2 separate regions of the Sus scrofa genome follow, and region 1 is linked to region 2. Evidence: chromatin contacts called from public HiChIP or PLAC-seq data. All regions are on one chromosome and are shown on one strand. The core of a region is the stretch at or near the end of the contact, and the rest is flanking DNA. Distances in the headings are between cores, read along the strand shown.

Region 1 (6,310 bases), core at 2,123-4,622, 68 kb before region 2:
CAACAAGCTGACAAAAAGCCCTCTCCAGCCCTGAGATGTTATTACGGCATTATCGTTTCCTGGAGCCGACTTCTCGAGGAAGACTGTGTGTTCCACCCACCTAGAGGAATGCTAAGTTCACTGAAGACATCCTCTGGTTCCCAGGAAGGCAAAGAAAGGGGCTGTTTCAGCTCCACTTCAGTGTATTCCGGTGACCTCGCATCCAGTGATTTCATTTCCACATACCCGGAGTTTTCTGCAAAATGTGAGCCAAAGCAAAGAACTTAGGAAGCACGACATGCCCCAGCGAGTCCCGGCAGTTCTATTCCTTATACTGTGTGATAGGAATGGTCCCAGGGGGCTGGTTAATACCATGAGACGAGGGGGAAGGCTGCTGATTAGAACCAAAGTGCTAGAGTGAAAAGCTTTTTCTGCGGCCAAAAGAACGCCCCTGCCCCCAAGAAAACTCAGCAGATCTTTGCAGGGGGTAGGGGTGGGCTGCCAATGCCTTCCTTTGGGATGATCCACTCCCATGTCCCTGATTCAGTATCAGTCCATGTCTGCAGGCAGAAGAATTACTGAAGTGCAAAAATTGTGCTGACGTCCACAGGGGCACTGAGGCGGGCAGAGAAGGCAGGGCCATTCTCACCCCAAGCCTGTTGAGCAGTGTTATTAAATATGAACTCCAAACATTGGGTAAGCCAATAAGCTATTCACACCAGTGCATGTCGAGACCTATACTGCAAAATACAAGGGGTTTGATGAGAGCAAGGTGAACAGCTCTTTGCTCCTCCTTTATTCTTGCCTTCTCTAGACACAGCCCAGGCTTGGCGTTTCTCTAGCAACAAGGAGGCTGTCTGTGGCAGAGTTTCCATGGAGACTCAGATCCACACAGGCAGGTGAAAAACAGCTCAGGTCAGCCTGACATGGCGGGAAGCCCGAGCCTCCGACTCACCTACTAGCTCGTGCCAACCATAGAGCACTAGGTTGAATTGTTTATTTTTAAGCCTTTCTCTTTCTTTTCTGCCCTCCACCCTTACCTCCCTTACTTCAAACTCTGGAATGCTGCAGACTCTCTGCAAAATGAATTTTTAGTTATTTCCACTGAGAGGACATTGAGAGCTACTCCACCACCCCCTCCCCCATGGCCCTTGATGGATCTTAGTTTCCACTTGGCAGAGAAGACAGGGCTTGGCCTATTTTAAACTCTGTCTTTCATGATGTCATAGTGCCGGGCACAGACACAACATCACCTCTGGTGCAGATGGAGTAAATCCCAGGGCAAGTCTTATTTCACCGTTAGACCCTGGAGAAAAGTGGGTCGGAGGTGGTGAGAAGGGGCACAGGCTAGACCCCTTGGTGAGCCCCTCATTCTTCCCTCTGCCTGTTCCTTTCCTGGCCTCCCCCACTCCCACCCCCTCACTCAGGCCTCACAGAAATAACTGCCTGGGTGGTCCTCTGTCGTGCAGGCAAGAGAAGCAGCTTGCTGATCCCTAGGAACCAAAGCTCCTTTGATAACTCCAAACGTTTGCTAATTTTGGTCATTAGAGGCCTCTGGGCTTCCATAAATTCAGAGAAGTCCGTCCTGAGTTTGCTTCTCAGAAAACCTGGGCTTCCTATCCAACTTCCTTTACACCAATTACCTAAAAGCGCTAACAATTTTAACCAGGCTTTTCGGCTTGCCTTCTGCACCAGCAGCACTTGCCTTCTGTTGGTTCTGGCCTGCATGTGCCCACACACCGCTCCAGGGAAGCAGTGGTCCCATCAACCCAACCGTACAGGAGGAAAGGGAGGTAGTTACCCTGGGTCGACACTCCTTGGCAAGCCTGGCTTTGGAGGTCAGTTTCGGTGGGAGTGCTGGCTTTCTCCTCCAGGGGGCGGCCTTCAGCAGCCCCGTCTTCGGGGGTCCCCCCGACCTTGCCATCATCGAGAAATGGGCCAGGCTGCCAGGCCCTCTCCTCTGCTGGCTTGGGGGAAGACATTTGCTCGAGCATAGGGGCCAGACAAACATCTGAACTCTCTGCTCCCTTTGCCTGCTGCTCGTAGCAACCTGAACCCTCCAGTGAGAGGCCTGTCTCGCATTCAGCTGGCTTCCGCTCAGCATCCAGATTTAGGCCAGGCATTTCCACGTCCATGTCACTGGGGCAGCTCGTGGAAGCAGAAGGTGGTTCTTTGGGCGACTTGAGGCTGATTTCCGTTGCCCCGTTACCTATGGTCTTGACCCCCTCCTTGGTGAAATCTTGGGCTAAGTCCAGCTCTAAGGTGGTTGTCACACAGGGACAAATTTCTGGACAGATTTTGTCCTTCTGGTCAATGGGTACAATTTCTTCCAGTTCTGGGATGTCCGGTTCCATGATAAAATCTTCTTCCTCCCCGACCTCGTCCACCGTCACCAGCTCCTCCATGTTTGTGGGGTACCAGCTCTCCCCCTCTGCCTCACTTCCGCTCTCTGAGTCTTGCTCCTGAATGAAGATGCAGAATGGAGGTCAGAGGGAGGCTGAGGAGTAGATCTTGGTGTTTAAGCAGAAGAGGGCGCAAACCTTGACCAGAGGACCCCCTTAACCCAGAAAGGTGCTCAGCCATCTTATTTCTACCTGGGAACATTTATCAATTAATTAGGAGCTGTAAACCATTCAAGTCTCTCATCACTGATTCATCCCTAGGATGAGGCTCAAAGCAGCACAAGATCTGGCTCTTAATGTGTAATCCTCTAAGTGGCACAAAAAAATTCTACTCCCGGTATATAATAGGTGCTCAATAAATAGTTTTTGAATGAGTGAAAGATTAAGTGATAAAACCCATTTACATCAACTTGCTGGAGCTATTGCCCTGCCTGTAGGGCATCACTACATGTAACTGCAGCAAAGTCCCTAAGAATTCCCCAAACACCCTCTCTCAGCAAGGGCACAACCCTCTGTGGCCATGGCTCACACTTGGCCCCTCCCAAAACTTTCCCCTTGTGTCCCCAGCAGCCCAGGGACCCAGCAGCCAGATTTAGGAGATCAGTTCCCTGCCAGCGATACTCATCTCTCCGCCCCTCCTGACCGGAAAGGCACGAAGCTGGCCACGTTCCAAGAACATTTCTTTTTGCTGTGGCAGCCCCAGCTTTGTAACTGGGTTTTTTCATTTTAATCAAGTAAAATAATCTTTACGAGCCCAGGAGACGTTTTCTTAATCCCAGGGTCTGGGCCTGCTGAGGTCAGAGCCCCAGCCTGAGTACCCAAAGGCGCCCTCTTCCTCCTCCAGCCCCTCCCAAGGGGCCTGCCTATTTGGGAAGCCTGGCTCTGAAGCCTGAGTCTTTTTTGGGCACATGTTTTCTCTTACGAGCACAGCCAAGTTACTAGGGACTGAGGTAGAGCCCAGGAATGTGCTAAAGATTTCCTCAGTAAAGACTGTAAAGAGTCCAGGCAAAGCCGCTCCTCCAGGAAGTGCAGGCTTCATTCATGGACCTGCTGGTGGGATCTCAGACATGTTCCACGCAGCGACCGGCAGGATGGGGACCTGGTCGAGTCCCGGGAAGCCTGTAACTCGGAGCCTTATGGCTGTTGTGCCAATGTGGCTATACTGCCAGCACCTAGGACAAATTTTACCTTCCTTGTCCTTGTGTTCTCTGCATCAGAGGACTCTGTTTCTTTCTCCTGCCTGCCCACTGATGAGGGGCTCTCTTCCATGCTGTCCTGTTCCTCTTTTCCAGCCTTAGCAAAAGAACAGAACAAACCAATCACCAGTGAGCAGTGGCAGAGAAAAGAGGGCACACCAAGGGGAAAAGAATGCTACTGAGCACAGCTAACGCTGTTGGTTGCTTTTCACACCCATCACTTCCTTCATCCTCACAAAACCCAGAGGAGGCAGGTGCTGTTATCATCTGCATTGCACAGATGGGGAAACTGAGGCTCTAGGAGGTTAAGTAACTCGCTCAAGGTCACACAGACAAATGGAGGCACAGAAATGTCTTCACAGCTGGCCTGAAGGCTTTAGGGAGACAGAAATCCCCAGCAAACTGGGTACTTTTCACAGCTGTGAAACCTGTAGACAGGAATGGCGAGTAAAGGGGCCAAGCAGGAACTGACCCTGGCAGGTTAAAAACCATCAAGGTGACACCTCCCCAGTAGATCCCTCTTGGTCATAAAAAAGAAAAATCACATCCAGGCCACTGATGTGTAGGAAGGGCGTTGTCACCCAGTGTCTCTCTTTTGCCTTATCTCTGCCCTTGATCCAAACTAGCAATCCCTTCCCTTCTTCCTTCCTCCTATTCCCTCCCTCAAATTAAGACCCTTAGTGCTCATGTCTGGGAAACTGAACACTGAAAGCAGGTGTCTGGTTTGAGAATGAGGGTCTCTGACCAGCCTTTAAAACACGGGTCAGCCAACCACAGTCCTCAAGCCAAATCTGATCCACTGCCTCTTTTCGTGCAATCTGTGAACTAACAATGCTTTTCACATCTCTATGTGGTGGCATGTTAATGATTATATAAGTTCTACACAATAGCCTTAATTTTGCCTCTTGGCCTATATAGCCTAGAAAGTTTGCTAACTCCCATTTTAGAAGTTTGAGGAGGATATTCTCCCGTGACGTAAACTCTGGCCACCAAATCATTGACTATTCCCAGGCGTTCTTGGAAGCAAGCTGCAGTTTCTCCACATTTCTGGCTCAAAGCAAACCACTCTCACTCTGATTTCTTATGACCAGACACACCCCTCTTTGCTGACACAAAGCCAGCCAGGGCAGGAGCTCAGGGCTGATGGGTTAAACCAGTTATTACAGGACAGGGGAAAGGCAGTTCAAATCCTCCAGTGTGTGTTCTTTCCAGTGTTTGGAGCGGAAGCTCTGCTCTAGCCTTCTGAGCTAACCTGAGCTCAAAGCAGCTCCAAAGGCCTTTTGAGCCCTCAGAACCCATAGCTTCTACCAACAGGGAACCACTTTTCTTTATTTTTGTCTTCCTGAATAAATTATCCATGACCCGCCCTTGTCAAAATAAATAACCCTTCCCCTTCCCAGGCAGTTCCTGTAGCCACACTCCCAGGTCAACACAGTAAAGAGACTCCCTCCAGTTCAAGCTGGGAGAGGAAGGGACAGCCGGGCCTCGCCGGAAGCCCCCTGCCAGGCGGACCCCTGCTCTTCCTCCCTGCAGGCAAAGGAAACAGAGCAGTGCCTTTCAGTGCACCCCTCAAGCCTGGGGTCATTGCCAGAGACGGCCGCTTAAGGGGAACAGACAAACTGCATTCAATACACCCAGCTCCCCCCACCAGCTCAGAGACTGGGAAGAGGTCCCAACTATGGCAAGCAGGGCTGCCTCCACAGGCCAGGGTTACTGCTAAACCACCTCCTAATTGGTTTCCCCCTTCTGCGCTCTGTAGTCTTCTCCCAAGTATATTCTCTCCCAGCCGATCAGAAATGATGACTCCAAAACACAAACACGACCATATCGTCACTGCACCTTCTTGCTTCAACACTTCATTTGCTTCCCCTTCCACTTATGATAAAGGCAAAAATCCTTAACCTGCATGATGTGGCCCCTCTTGATAAATCAGCCTCACCTCCCACCATTCTAATCCTGTCCCTCTCTGCTCCAGCATCACTGGCCTCCAGCCACAGGGCCTTTGCACATGATGTTCCCACTGTCTGCTTTCCCTCCTTTTCACCCAGTAAATACCCATCATTCCTTCAATCTCAACAGCCACATCCTAACCCAGAGAAGCCTCTGATACATTACGGCACTAACAGCACTATATACCTCCATCTCCTTAGCACTTAACACTCACACTCGTCTACTCATTTAAGGAATTATTTGATTAGTATGTTTTTCATTAGACCATGAGCTCCATGAGCTCAGGGGTCATTTCAGCTTTGACTCACAACAGGATCAGAGGTGTCTTGGAGCAGTAGGCAGGTTCAATCCCTGGCCTAGTACAGTGGGCTAAGGGTCCGGTGTTGCCAGAACTGTGGCTTAGGTCTTGAGTGTGGCTCATTTCTGATCTCTGGCCCAGGAACACCATATGCCGTGGGGCAGCCAAAAGAAAAAAAAGAGAGAGAGAGAGAGAGAATGGAGGCTGGTAGGAGGGAGTACAGTGAATAACAAGTACCCACCTGCCTCCCAGTGTGCTTGGGTCTCTGTCTGGGCTTTGAACTGAGCCTAAGTGGTTTCCTATTTCTCTCTCCTATGGATGGTTTATACTGGGGGCTGCATTCTGGAGACCCCTGGGGCTCCATCTGGCCCACAGACATGTTTTGGTCTATACAGTTTCTAAAACGTGGGCAATTTCATACAGATACATCTGGGCTTCGGTCTTGCTCTTAGAAACGGGAGATCTGACAGCACAGGACATGGCGC
Region 2 (6,361 bases), core at 3,358-5,857:
ACAGGAACTTAAGGTCATACCACATGGCCATTAAAAGTGAAGTCTACAATCCACTTACTACTTAATGTTAAAAACCAGTGCTGTTGGGCAAGTTGGACATCCCCATGTAAATCAACGAATACACACAGGCCATGGAATACTACTCAGCCATAAAAAGAATGGAATAATGCCATTTGCAACAACATGGATGGACCCAGAGATTATCATACAAGTGAAGTAAGCCAGACAAAGACAAATATTAAATGATATCACTTATATGTGGAACCTAAAAAAGTTATACAAATGAACTTATTTACAAAAGAGAAACAGACTCAAAGACATAGAAAAAAACCCTTAACGATAGTCAAAGGGGAAAGGAGGGGTAGGGATACATTAGGAGTTTGGGATTAGCAGATACAAACTACTATACATAAAAACAGATAAATAACACATGGAACTATATTAAATATCTTGTAATAACCTATAATGGAAAATAATATGAAAAAGAATATACACATTTTTCAGTGAAGGGTTACAGAGGTTTCCACGGCCTAAGAGATCCCAATGCATGTGTGGCATGTGAGAAAACCGATGCGAACATTTCTGGAGCCTTTCTTTTTCACTCCTCTCTTTTTTCTTTTTTCAGAATATGGGGGCTCCCAGGCTAGGTGTCAAATTGGAGCCGGAGCTGCAGCTGCCGGCCTACACCACAGCCACAGCAATACTGGATTGGAGCTGCACCTGTGACCCATGCCACAACTCTTGGCAATGACAGATCCTTAACCCATTGAGTGAGCTCAGGGATTGAACCCGCATCCTCATGGATACTACTGGGGTTTGTAACCCACTGAGCCACAATGGGAACTCCTCCTCTCCTCTTTTCTTAATCCTTTCAACAGAAGTGGCAATTCATGGTGAAACTATTCATAACCAGGGCTGGCTCTGCCATCTTTAGCAATGGCAGGGGTGGAGGGGGAGCTAAACCAGAAAAGATGGGACCTCAGGCCCCTGGGATGAGTGGAAGACAGCAAGAAGAATGTAGAGGGACCCCCCCCCACCCCGACCTCCCGCCACCCCAAAAGAGCAACTGTAGAGGTTCCAGCCTCTTGTTACAAAAAGACTCAAGGAAAGAACAAAGACAGGATTCGTTCCCAGAATGAACAAGCAAAGCCTCTGTATCGGCCACATCCTGCACCGACAAAGGCTGGCCCCAGCCTGTGAGCAGAGGAAACCAGTCAAGAGTTGTGACTCAGACAGTGTGGGAATGAGCCCTTCCCAGGAAAGGTTCTTTGTTGGGCAAGGGTTTTTAATTCCCATCTGGTCAACTGTTGTTCCTCTGTAGGCTCTCCAGGGGCCCACAAAACAGAGGCAGGAAGCAATTTTAAGTTTTCCAGATTTGCTGTTTGAAGACTGAACACAGCTTGCAGACTCAGATCCCAGGCTCATTCTCAGGGGCACCATGTCCTCAGGACCTTTGCACAATCTGTCCCCTCCCTGGAAGCCCATCCTCTAGGTCTGCACTAAGAGGGTTGCTATTAGCGTACAAAGCTATTTAAGTTATTAATACTAAATGCAATTGAAAACTCAGTTCCTCTGTTGTATGAGCCATGTTTCAAGTGTTCAATATCCACATGGGACCAGCAGCTACCACACTGGGTAGTATGTAGCATCTCCAGCATTCAGAAAGTTCTAGAGGTCAGCACTGCTTCAGATCTTCATGTGTGGTCCCTTCTCAGACTCAGGTTCCTATGCTGCTGTCACTTTCCCAAAAAGGCCACCTCAGACCCAGGAACCTAAAGGACATACGGTCACTCTCTGTGCCCTACTCTCTCTGTGCCCTTATCCTGTATTTGTCACTATCTGAAGTCATCTTGTTTATTTTGTGCTTTATTGCCTGTCTCTCCCCTGGGATAAAAGCTCTGTGAGAACAGGGAGCTTATCTGCGTCTTCTATTGCTGCTGCCCAAGGCCTTGACCCGGCATGGGCAAAAGCTCAGAAAGCGTTACTGAATGACTCACAGGAGGGTCTATCCCAACACTCTGGGTCCAGAGGACACCAGCCACCCAACTGGCCACAGCTTGTCTTCGCATCAGCCAAGATAACACCTAAGCATGGGCTCATCAAGAGCACCCATTACAGCTGAAAGGGTTAAGAGCCTGACATAGTGTGTGTGAGGAAAGTGTTCCCATTGTGATTCAGCAGGTTAAGAACCTGAAAAGGTGTCCATGAGAATGTGGGTTCCATCCCTGGCCTCACTCAGTGGGTTAAGGATCTGGTGTTGCTGCAAGCTGCAGCACTAGGTCACAGATGTGGCTCAGAGCCGGTGTTGCTGTGGCTGTGATGTAGGCCTCAGTTGCAACTCCTATTCAACTCCTAGCCCAGGGACTTCCATATGCCTCAGGTGCAGCCCTAAAAAAAAAAAAAAAAAAAAAAGTGTTGTAGGAACATCCAGCCAAAACCCAACCTTGTTCTGATTCTCCTCCAAAAACAATGGTTAACTTTTATCACCTCTATTGTTCAGTCAACACACTGTGCCCAGCCCTTGCGCTGTCTTCCTTCTCAGCTTTTGAAAAAGATCAAAATAACCTCTACCTCAGTATTAGACAGGCAACACACAATCACTTTTGCTCTCCATGTATATACAAAAGCAAGCAATAGGGCAGGACTTATCCTGAGTTTAAGGAGTTGGTATCTTAATACTCGGCATACCCTGTGAGTGCTTTCTGATGCCTCCTCTGGGAGAAGAGAAGGAGGAGAGGAAGAGGAGAGAGGTAGGTAGAGGAACTAGTCTACTAGTCGTGTTTCACTATTTATTTCAACTAAAATTTGAATGGCAGGAGTATTACATTCAGTTAAACATGATTCCCACAGCCAAACGCCATAGGAATATAAAGATGCAAAAGTTGGAAATCACACCACCTGCCACATACTACTAAACTTTCTTAACAAGCTGAGTACAAAAGTCGCCCCTGTTTGGAATCAAAAATTGCAGCAAGACAATCAGAAGAGCAGGACATGGAAAAAGTGCAATGAGGAGTTCCTGTCGTGGTGCAGTGGTTAACGAATCTGACTAGGAACCATGAGGTTGTGGGTTCGATCCCTGGCCTTGCTCAGTGGCTTGAGGATCCGGCGTTGCCATGAGCTGTGGTGTAGGTCTCAGATGCGGCTCGGATCCCGCGTTGCTGTGGCTCTGGCATAGGCCAGCGGCTACATCTCCAATTCGACCCCTAGCCTGGGAACCTCCATATGCCGCGGGAGTGGCCCAAGAAATAGCAAAAAAAGAGACAAAAAAAAAAAAAAAAGTGCAATGAAAGAAGAGTAAGGAGTTCCATCACGGCTCAGTGGTAATGAACCTGACTAGTAACCATGAGGATGTGTGCGGGTTTGATCCCTGGCCTCACTCAGTGGGTTAAGGATCTGGTGTTGCCGTGTCTGTGGTGTAGGTCAGCAGCTTCAGTTCCAATTAGACTCCTAGGCTGGAACTTCTATATGCCATGGTGTGGCCCTAAAAAGCAAAAAAGGAAGGAAGGAAGACAAGCATGAGGCAAAAAGGAAACAGAAATAAAAGTAGGCAGAATCTGTGCTCAGAATCAAACTAGGAGGAACCTCCATAGTCAAGGAAGTTGGACAGCTGTATGCTAAGAGCCTGACTGCAGAGAGAGAGGGCAGCATGGAGAAATTTTCCGCACTGTACCCCCAAATTCTTGCTGAGTAAACAAATCCGATTTTAAGCTGGTTTCCCCTTAAAGGCACACATGACAGTTGCCTTCTCTTAGCGGCAATAATAAGTGCCCTAATCTGATTTATGCAGAACAACACAGAACAGTGAGTTTTGAACAAATTGGCAAAGAGGACACATCTTTCACTCCAGCCGGGTTTTATTAATCAAATTCCCATATCTATTTGAAGATGATTTCCAGGAAATGGAGTCTATTCTGAGGCATAAATCATGAACTAATTTTTGTTCCTTTGGCTAAGATTGCATGAAGAAGCCTGATGACAGGCAGCAACACTGGTTCCCAGCTTCAGGCTTCTCCACCCTGTCTTATGCTGAGTCTCTAAAGGCAGAAGCACAGCCACCTTTATGCTCGACCGAAGCATGGCCTCCCTCCAGGTGGGAAGGTCGCACTCATGGGTGTGAGCCCAGATTTGGGAGGGATGCTCACTAAAGTGTGGGAAGGAAAAAGCACCAGCCAGCCAGAGCAGCCAGATCAAGCTTCATGAGCAATGGGCTGACAAACATCACACAGATCACTCTCACAACCAGCCTGAGGCCCGCCCCCCAGCCCAAGTCTCCGTCTCTCTTTCGAAGTGACCATCCTTGAACTCTCTGCAAGACTGTGAGCATTCTGGGGGCCAGGACATCACAGTACTCAGTATGATACTTTCCGGACAGCAGAGGTCCATTAAATGTTTTCTGAATCAACAAATGATTTATGGGCTTTTCCTCATGCAGATAGTCATTTCAGAGGCTTCCATCCAAATCTGAGAGGGGAGGACCGAGAGGTCAAAAATTCATTCTTCATATTTGGGATTTAAAGTTTCGAAAGCTTGATCCAAGACCAACTGGTCAGAGCGTGATGTGGAGGGCGGGCCAAAGATTGGACTCACAAACGCAGCCCAAGCATATCCACTTATCCACGGCCAGCATCAGGAATCCACCTTCACTGTCACAGACACACGTTGCAGTGCTAAGGCACCAGGGCTTGAAAGAGGAGGCTGCTGACTAATGCTGTCTCTACCCTCTGAATCAAAGCCAGCTGTCCTCACAGCTGCCCCGAACTTGAAGAGGCTGGACCTTGGCCACTACAGGGCAGCTCAGGACCAGGCAAGGTGGCAGGGAAACCAGATAAGAGTGGTTTTCCTATGTTAGAGGGAGGGATGGATTGAGAGGTTGGGATTGGCATATGCATGCTACTATATACAAAACTCATTAGTAATAAGGACCTATTATTAGCTCGGGATCATCTATCCAAAACTCTGTGACAGCCTATATGGGAAAAGAATCTGAAAAATAATGGATATATATATGTATATGTTTGGCTGATTCGATCTGCTGTACACCCGAAACTAACACAACATTGTAAGTCATCCAATAAAATTTATTTTAAAAAAAAGAGTGGTCTTCCTTTATACGTGTATGTAACTGAATCTCACACAGCAGAAATTAACACAACATTTTAAATCAACTAAATTTCAATTTAAAAAATTTTTAAAGAGTTGTTTTGTTTTGGTCATTGTTTTTTCAAGGCAAGGATGCAACTTTTTGGTCAACCAGTTGAAGTCACCCCTTGAGGAAAGAACAAGCGGTAACAAGCAAGGTAGGCTCTTCAATTTCATAATGTCACTGGGACAATCCACCAAAGTCTCACGTTTTTCCCCAAAAGTCTACACCAGATCAATCTTCCAGAGGATGACTGCTAATCTCTTAACACAAATAAAAGCATGAGGGTGACATGCACCTTGATCTTTGCGCACTATAAATTTCCTAAAGGGCAAATATAGCTGTTAAACACAAATGCACAATTTTACACAATAAAAATGTAACAGCTATTTCTCATAAGGGCAGGTTAGGTAGTGAGGTGTTCAGATAAACCCCCTGGCTGAAAAACTCTGGATAAGTCACCTTTAAGCGCTCAGTATTGAAAAGACAGTGCAGCCCTGCCAAGTCAGTTTGGGGGGGAAGCTTGAACCCAAAGATACTAGAGAATTATTTGAGTATCCAAGTTGCTTTCACCTTGAAGACACTAGCAGGGTAAGGGTGACAAACATCCAGGCAAAGAGCACCTTTTCCTACACGCAGCAGGGTCCCAAGCAACACTCAGAATTAGGATGAACCAGAACTAATCTATCAATTTCTATTCCTCCCCAAACCCACAGGCCAAGAGAAGGTTGCTCTGTACTTAAGCAGAGCAGGAGAAGGAAAGGGAACAGGGATAAAATAATCTTGAGAAGATGGGCCCATAGACCTGCCCTGATGCATATTTCACTCCAAGAATGTACAGCGTGGAGAAGCAATGAATTTGGTCTGAAATAGTCCCCAACTTGCACTGCCCCCAAAAGGCAGCCAGAAGGAGGAAAGCATAATTATTCCAAGCCTCAGGGAATCTCCACAAATAATTCTTTTTGTTTGTTCGTTTTATGGCCAGAACCCGAGGCATATGGAGGTTCCCAGGCCAGGGGTCAAATCGGAGCTACAGCTGCCAGCTCTATGCCACAGCCATAGCAATGTGGGATCCAAGCCATGTCTGTGACCTACACCACAGCTCATGGCAATGCCGGATCTTTTAACCCACTGAGCAAGGCCAGGGATGGAATCCACATCCTCATGGATTCCAGTTGGATTTGTTTCTGCTGTGCCACGAAGGGAACTCCCCACAAA

What was found. HiChIP or PLAC-seq counts read pairs in DNA pulled down with a chosen protein or histone mark.
Region 1: an H3K27ac HiChIP or PLAC-seq map of skeletal muscle shows a contact between it and region 2. The contact joins two enhancer-like sites. A contact is called at or near these places in 6 of 47 Hi-C or Micro-C datasets (brain, embryonic fibroblasts, epiblast stem cells and 2 more) and 1 of 2 datasets of contacts at active chromatin or transcription factors (skeletal muscle).

What each region holds. Positions count from the first base shown.
Region 1 is chr14:121,248,768-121,255,077 of Sscrofa11.1, reverse strand. It overlaps RBM20 (RNA-binding protein 20), which reads right to left. Exons shown (of 20, transcript XM_021073215.1): 16 at 3,570-3,674; 17 at 1,781-2,441; 18 at 101-235. Among named protein-coding and RNA genes, the nearest start is that of PDCD4, 20 kb to the left of the region's middle. Within about 2 kb of position 3,372, at least 30 of the 83 cell types and tissues checked have an H3K27ac peak or open chromatin away from gene starts, as enhancers often do. A contact at or near this core is called in skeletal muscle and subcutaneous adipose tissue, where this site is marked.
Region 2 is chr14:121,181,672-121,188,032 of Sscrofa11.1, reverse strand. The region is part of intron 1 of RBM20 (RNA-binding protein 20); the gene reads right to left. Among named protein-coding and RNA genes, the nearest start is that of PDCD4, 87 kb to the left of the region's middle. Within about 2 kb of position 4,607, at least 8 of the 83 cell types and tissues checked have an H3K27ac peak or open chromatin away from gene starts, as enhancers often do. A contact at or near this core is called in skeletal muscle and subcutaneous adipose tissue, where this site is marked.